Regions from separate parts of the Anas platyrhynchos genome. Here region 1 is linked to region 2. Evidence: chromatin contacts called from public Hi-C data. All regions are on one chromosome and are shown on one strand. The core of a region is the stretch at or near the end of the contact, and the rest is flanking DNA. Distances in the headings are between cores, read along the strand shown.

Region 1 (3,917 bases), core at 188-2,687, 110 kb before region 2:
GGACAAAGCCTGTGTAAAATCACCTCTGGTTCGCTGTGGCGGTTGGGATGACACAGGAAAGACGGCGTGATATTTCTGGCTGCTCTTTTATCACCAGCTTGCTGATTGCTGTGACTGACCCTTCCCTCCTCTGTGCTCTTTTTGGGGTGGGTGTGCAGTCGTCATCGCGCAGCGCTTGGTCACCCGCGGTGCCCGGGTGCTCTGGCAGGGGCAGCGGGACAAAACGAGTCCCCGAACACTGACAACGTTAACACCCGCCGCTCTTTGTTGTTGTTATTGCTGTTATTCCAAAAGTAAGGATATTTGTCGGTAGATAAATTGGTCTTTTTTTAGCCAGGACTGGAGTTTCCATGGTGAGGCCGGCCAGCACCGGTTTCCTCTGCAGAGCAGAGCATATCCTTTACCGGCAAAAACACGCTCCTGGGCCGGCTGGGAGGAAGTGTCATTGTCCAAGACCTATTATATTTTTAAGGGTTCTGCATCCTCAAAGAAATATTTTTAACCTGAAAGGAATATTTATACTGTCCAGTGAGAACAGCTTGCCAGGTTATTTTTAGTCTGGCTTGTGTGTTGGCTTTATCTCCGCATTGCTTTGTCCTTATTTATCTTCTTTTACAAACATTTCAGGGAAAATGAAACCAAAGGTAATAGATTAAACTAATTCCTGGGATTAATCTGCTGGCAGGAGCAAAGTGTCACCAGGGAGAGATTCGATCTGCCATAGTCAAGAAAAATACTGATCATCCATCAGATACTCGGTATGTGGGCTAGAAAACGAGAAGCCTTCTTATTTGAAACCAGGCACCTCGGAGCAGGAATTAATAAAAAGCTGATTATAAAACCTTATGCTGTGCTTTTGGAGCAGAGCTCGGTCGGTGGGCTCGGCCCCGTCCCTCGACCAGCGCCGTTAAAGCCCCGGAGTTACGGCACCGCCAGCCGGGTGCGAGACCACAGGCAGAACCAAAAGGCATGGGGGATTATGCAAGTAACAAGTTAAAGAACTTTGTTTATTTTTTCCCTTAGGCCTGGTTATCTTAATAAACCGGCATTTTGCTGATGCTAAGTGTGCAAGGCCTTGCTCTATTTTTTTTTTCTCCACGTGAGCAGGGCTTGCTGAAGTCAGCATGACTGCAGCGCCTGTATTTCGGTGTTTTGCTCAACTGGGGGGTGTCTTACAGTGCTTATCTGTTCCAGCTTCCTCGCCCTCCTTCCCTTGCTGCTTCCCCGAGGGAAGGAGGTGACCGTGATGGATGGATTTTGCATCGTTAGCAGTTGGTTATAACTACCGTCTACCCCCAGACTGAGCAGCACCGATGTTGCCACAGAAAAATGAGAATGAATGACTCATCTGTTAATTATGCCTTTGTTGCACACATTTTTGCTTACCGTCTGAAGGAACTGAGCACCCTTTGCTCCCACTGATGAAACACCCTTGAAAATCTGACCGCTGGATGATGCAGGGGCACTGGCACTGGAGATGCTGCACGTGGATCTGCTCAGTGGTGCTGAGCTCCCTAGCTCAGATCTGCAGTTCTGCTCCTGGCAAGTCTGAAAAGTCCTGCTCAGATACATCCTGAGCAGTGACAAATGTCGGCACACAACAGCTCTGTGGTAGTTTTGTTTTGTTTCGTTTTTTAAAAAAAAAAAAAAACAAACCAAAAACATAAGTATGAAGAGAAAGTTTAGATAAAATCACTCAGACTGGAAACTCCAAGCCTTCCCTTCAAATTGTGATATTAAATCTTGTATCCTTTCCTTCCAGAGCAAGGAATTCAGCAAAGCAGACGTGCAGATGGTATAAAATACGATCTTGAATTTGTCTATCTGCACGAACAGGAAAGTTTTGGCTAAAAAGCATCAAGCAGGTGTTTTTCATCAAACACAATTGACAAATATCTGTAGACACATGGAGGTGCTTCCAGAAAGAGAGAAAGAGCTGCTTTGGCCAGCTTTGGGAATGGGCTCAGACCTTCCCTAAGACCAGGTGCAAAGCCGAACACCTAATCCAAAGCAGGACTCCAGGCTTTGGGTGGGATTCAACTGCTGAAGTTTCATGTTGTGGTTCACATGTGCAATATTAGCAGTGGTGCTGAGCAGGGGAATAGTTTTATTGTCACTTTAGGGTCTCTAACTTGCTCCCAGGGAACAACATGATGAGCAACAACAGGTCACTCCAAAGGGCCACATGAAAAACTTTATATTTTGCTTAACTTTTTGTTGGTTTTACTGATGTATGATAGCCCATGGTGTGTAAGGAGAAGGAAAAGCATGGGGTCAGAGCTCTCAGCCCTCTGTTATCCCCATCCTGCAGTAACTCCTTTAACCTTTCAGCTTCTCCAGCATAATTATGCTTAGCCAAGGGGTCTTGAGACGGATTAATTAGCTAAGGTTTGTAGACAGCTTTGAAGATGTCTAACACCATAAGTGCTGCTGATTATTAATGTATATTATTGCAGGCTGCATGTACTATGGGATTATGTATTATGTGATATTGTGCAATTGGAGAGGAAAAAGAGACGAGGAACATCCCTAGGGAGCCTGACTGGTGTGTATTTCTAAACGCAGTTCCTTCTCCATCTCAGTGTTATGTTCCCTTTAAATACCTTTCTCAAGACCCTAAAGACTTGCTGCAAAGTTATCAGATATCCCTATGCAAACTTCTAAGAACGAGCATAATTTGGAATTTAGTATTTCCATTAGTTTCTTGGCTTTGCAACAACAATGGCCACAGCTGCCAAAACCACAGCAACTTTTAGCCAAAACCAGTTAGTTTCAACTTTCAGCTGAACCAGTTTCTCCATCCAGCTGCCCACGTGGCCTCACAAGCGATGGCCCCAGAAGAAAATAGACAAAAATTGCAGCAGGGCTCAGGGTGAGCACGTGCTACCTCGTCCTGCGGCCACCTGCCCCAGTACAGCATCCTTGGGGCAAAACGATTCCTCTGAACAATTTCACCTTCTACTCTTCTAAAAATTTTCAGAGCTGAAGCAGAAACAACCCAATGGTGTCCTGGCACAAACCACCTACCCTTTTCTCTAACAGCTCTTTCACTCATTGCATGAAAAAAAAAAAAATCACTCCTTGAGTATGAAGGATTAACTCACTTGTAATCGTTGTGAAATATGATTTATACTACTTGTGAGTTGTTGTTTATGCATCGTGAAATATTTTAATATTATAAATATTTGTTGGTTAGTAATTTATTTATGACTGCTGTAGTAAATGTGAATTGTCTCCTTTCAAGCTATTATATATCTGGTATCTCATCGAGCTGTCACAGAGACACAACTGAATATTTTATCTCAGCCAAATTGTGATGCCTTTGACCTTGGTTATACAGTGCCAATATGATGTGAGCCCACTCTTATTTAAATCATGCTAAGAGCCTCCACATTGCTGCATACCAAGGGCAATAGGGCGCACCTTCTTCAGAGAGCTGTGAGCATCTCTGCCTTCACTCATGTCTTTCTGAGAATCATTTCTTCCACGTGATCTTCATGTGCACCACTTGTATGAATTGCACTTTCATCTGCCATGATTCTTCTGAAGGGCCTTGTGCCGTATCTTCTCCCTCTTCTCAGGTTGCAGAAGAACCCAGTTTGTGTCTTCCGCTGCATTAAGTCTATGTTTAGCACTTAAAAACTGAACCTGAGATGAGTAATCTGGTGGAACAGTGAATGATTTCTCCTCTGGATGGTTTTCCCTTGCCAGAAGGATGTGTCCACCCAAATGCAAAAGCTCTCTCACGTAACACTGTGCCCTCCTGCCCTGTGTCTGCATCCCTGGCAAGTCTGGTGGAAACATTTCAGTAAAACAGCAGGTTAGGTTCTGGGGACCTCCAAACCCACACAAATAGTGTCTGAAGGTGTATTTCTGACAAACCCGACAGTCCCCAGCTTTCACCTGCACCAGCTGCA
Region 2 (3,923 bases), core at 88-2,587:
TCCTCCTCATACCACATTGTTCATGGAAGAAAAGAAGAGGTGTGGCTGAGAAGAATTACAAAAAGACCTTAAATACTCAGGGCTCAATTACCCACACTCACGCCCTTGCACATGGGAGACATCTTAATGGTTCTTGCAGGGGATCTGATGGAGTCCCACGCCCTTCTGAAGCCTCAGTGAGATACCCTGGGTCACCTGAAGTAGAGCTAGACACCTAGATCTGGGCAACTGAACTGGGCCTTCAGTGACTGGCAATAAAGTGATTTTCAGTGACGCAAGTGGGGAAAAATGTTCAAAATTATGAGTAATTATGACTGAGCGGACCCCTGCACTTCAGGAGTGTAATCTTGGAAATTTAATAGGTATATTTAGGACGACGGCAGCTCAGTGCCTAGCAGTATTCAACAATGTCTTAAACGTTAGAAATATTTAGGAAATACTTTGAGAACACACAGAATAGTTATGCCACTTTCTAAATCCAATGTATGTTTGTAACGTGAACACTGTATGCATTTTCAACGCTACCATCTCAAACAGCACATGCTAGAACTGGAAAAGTTCATAGAATAGTAGCCGAAAAGTGACACAAGGTGTCAGGTTGAAAGCAAAGAAAGTGATTCTTCCTGCATTGACTACACTGCGGAGCGCCCTACTGCAGGATGTTGCATGTACTGCAAGTTCACAGGGAGCAGAGAGTCATCTGGATGAATTTCTGGAGGATGTATACATTGCGAGCTGCCAAGCAAGATGCTACCCCTGATTTTGGGAATCAACAGATGTAAATTGTTGGAAACTCCAAGCATATTCCCAGGAGGCTTCACCAGCTGTTTATTATCTTCCGATCACTAGAGACAAAAACAAACAAAAACATGAGACAAACACTCGTTTTAAGCAGTATGGTTGTCCTTGTGAAAAAATGAGTAATTATATGCCATGGTTATGTAAGTGTTTCAGGTTAATTAACGTACAGTGTGGCAAGAAGCAGGGTAGGTGATATTTTTCTTCATTTCTGCCAAGTGCATCAGCTAAAAATAGAAGGCCAGGGCAGCATTAACTGGTGCACCACAGCATAGCCATAACCCACACACCGCCTTCGTGCACCTTTATTAGCACAGCTGCTGTTTGCAAATATACAACCCACAGACCCATGCTAGTAGTGAGCACTGCAAACAACCCTCGGGAGCACACAAAACTAGAAAAGCCCTTCAGGTTCACCAAAAAGCACTAATACTATCTCCGAGGAGCCCTAAGGCAGGAGGGATGAGGTATTTGTGAGGGAGCGAGCGCGCTCCCGCCCCCCGGCCCCTCTCCCCGCCCTGCTCCCTAAGATGGCGGCGCCGCCCGCCCCACAATGCTCCGCGCGGGCTTCCGGCTGCGAGCCCAGGATGGCGGCGGGACCCGGCGCGGCCTGAAGGGGCCGTGAGGGGCTGGGTGCGAGGGGAGCCCGGCGGGGAGCCATGGGGCTCCGGCTGCGCCTGGGGCTGCTCCCTGCCCTGCTGCTGCTGCTGCTGGCGGCAACGGGCGAGCTGCAGGCGCTGGGGCGCCCTCCGCAGAGGCAGCGCTACGGTAAGGGGCGGGCGGGACCTCGGGGTCGGGGTCGGGGTCGGGGTTGGGGTTGGGGTCGGGGTCGGGGGGGGTGCGGGACCCGTCGGGCACACAGCGTGAGGGGCTGTGCCCAGCAGGGGCGTTGAGCACGGAGAGGGGCTCCAGATCGCTTGCTCCGACCGCCGGTGTCACCGCTGCGCCGTGTCCCCAAGCACTGGGTCTCCCTGAGCCTCCCCCTGAGCACCCCCAGGGACGGGGACGCCACCGCCTCCCCGTGTCACCCATCCCAGCGCCTGGCCACAGAAACATCTCCTCGTTTCCAACCTGAACCTCCCCTGGCGCAACTTGAGGCCATTCCCTCTAGTCCTATCACTGGTTACCTGTGAGCAGAGGCCGACCCCCAGCTCCCCACCCCTTCCTTTCAGGTAGCTGCAGAGAGCAACAAGATCTGCCCTGAGCCTCCTCTTCTCCAGCCCAAACACCCCCAGCTCCCTCAGCTGCTCCTCACAGGACTTGTGCTCCAGGCCCTTCACCAGCTTCGTAGCCCTTCTCTGGACACACTCCAGGGCCTTGACATCCTTCTTGTATCATCCCAAAACTGACCACAGCACTTAGTGCAGCCCCACCAGAGCAGAGCTCAGGGGGACGATCACCTCCCTGCTCCTGCTGGCTGCACTGTTCCATAGCTGAAGGTGTCACTGATGCGTGGTGCTTGGGGCCTGTCGGCCTCTTTGGGGAGGTGATGACCGTGTTATCTTCATGCTGGTGGTCTGCTGAAGAGCTTTCCTTGCAGGAGTCTGCGTTATGCTAGAGCAGGATGATCAGGTAAAAGGCTGCTCTTCGTAGCTCTGGTTGAAGAGTCACCATTGCAGAGAGAGCCTGAAGCTGTTGGGGCTGGATGTGACTTCCAGAAAGCTGAACATAGCCTTCCTATTTTACTTCTGTAACCTTACTTTTGCACCTGAGCATTTATTTTAAGCTGCAAACTTCTGTCTGGTGAGCAAAAGGCTCTCTGAACTGGCAGACGTGTCTGTGAGAGGCAGCGGTTGCTTGTTACCCCGTCAGATGTGATGTCTCCAGGTGGTGCTGCCCACGGTGACTGCTTCAAGTCCCCTCTCTTTGTTTCTCTCTCTTTGACAGATATCATGTCAGTCATGCAGGCTGTACCTTGGTCCCACTCTCCCCCACCTCAGGCTGACTTTTTGTTCTGTGCAGGCCACAGCAATTAGTCACTGCAGGAAGCAGGTAGGGGTAGGAAGCAGTGGATGTTCCAGGAAGTGCGACAAACACAACAAATGCAGCTTATCCCTCCAACTGCAGGCAGGCCTAGGGATTTCTTCAAGCAGAGTTTGCATTTTGGACCATGAGATTTCGTGCCTTCTAAGGGACCCACTTGAGCTTTATCTGATGCCTTTTGTATTTTTGGCCTCTGTACCACCACGCCTGGACTAAGAGTTTGTCAGTTTTATTAAGTAATGCATGGAGGAAAATATCCTTTCTTCCGTTTGTTTCCGAACATTGTCTGTTTCTGTGGTTTCTGTTGCCAACAGTGGTGAATGTGGAGCACAATTATTCATTTCCTTCACGCTCTTCTTTCAAGTGGGAAAATCTCGGTCTGTGTAATAATTCTTAGTATGAGGAAAAAGTTCATGACTTAATTGGTCTTTGTTACCTTTGTGTGCGCACCTTCTGTTTGTGCTGGGTTTTTAGTTATTTGAGATACATGACTCGGACTGCAGGTAGTATTCGTGATACAAAGCTACCGTGGATTTACAGTGATGAAGTGTAGTGATGAATGCTTTTGGTTTTGTTTTCTTTCTGAGTAATTTTCTGGCCTCTCTGCTTGCTGTTGAATCATCACTCCAAGATAATTTTTTTTCAACCATGCTGAAATGCTTGTCACAAACATAGTGAGGATTTTTTTTTTCTTGTGGGTTTTTTCACACTTGCTCCACCCTGATTTTCTTGAAGGATTTTGTTGTTCTCTCCTTCAGTAAATTAAATCCATAGAAGCATTTTTTGAGGGAGCTTGTCTAAAATTTGTTAAAATAAGGGTATGCTTGATTAATAATGTTACTTATCCACACACTTCATCCTTTCAGACAGCAAATAAACAGCCACTGATTCCATACAGAGGAAGACTGACAGTTCCCTACTGTCTTCTTTAGCCACAAGTCAAGTAATTCACACTTTGCTGTTGTTATTGCCAGTGTGGCAGGGCAGGTGAGTGGATTTACGATTAAGCCCCTGTGTGGTACCTGGAGGCTTCTGGAAGTTGGTGCTGCTCTTACACCTTTCAGTCCACCAGGAGCAGCATTAGGAGTTGACCAGTTTTATCTGAAAAAGTGCTTTATAACTCTTGAGTTAATACATTCATG

Evidence for each region. A called contact is a pair of places that touch in the nucleus more often than the background predicts.
Region 1: a contact with region 2 is called in a Hi-C map of subcutaneous adipose tissue, with 1.8 times the contacts expected there. The contact joins the enhancer-like site here to the promoter of ADAM17 in region 2. A contact is called at or near these places in 2 of 8 Hi-C or Micro-C datasets (liver and subcutaneous adipose tissue).

Annotation. Positions count from the first base shown.
Region 1 is chr3:105,069,866-105,073,782 of IASCAAS_PekinDuck_T2T, reverse strand. No RefSeq gene overlaps it. Among named protein-coding and RNA genes, the nearest start is that of TAF1B, 25 kb to the left of the region's middle. Within about 2 kb of position 1,437, at least 5 of the 8 cell types and tissues checked have an H3K27ac peak or open chromatin away from gene starts, as enhancers often do.
Region 2 is chr3:104,955,656-104,959,578 of IASCAAS_PekinDuck_T2T, reverse strand. ADAM17 (ADAM metallopeptidase domain 17) reads left to right here and starts at 1,337. Exons shown (of 19, transcript XM_038177651.2): 1 at 1,337-1,566. The coding sequence starts at 1,458. LOC106015289 (a long non-coding RNA gene) reads right to left here and starts at 1,413. Exons shown (of 4, transcript XR_002399529.4): 1 at 1,102-1,413; 2 at 969-1,025; 3 at 1-845.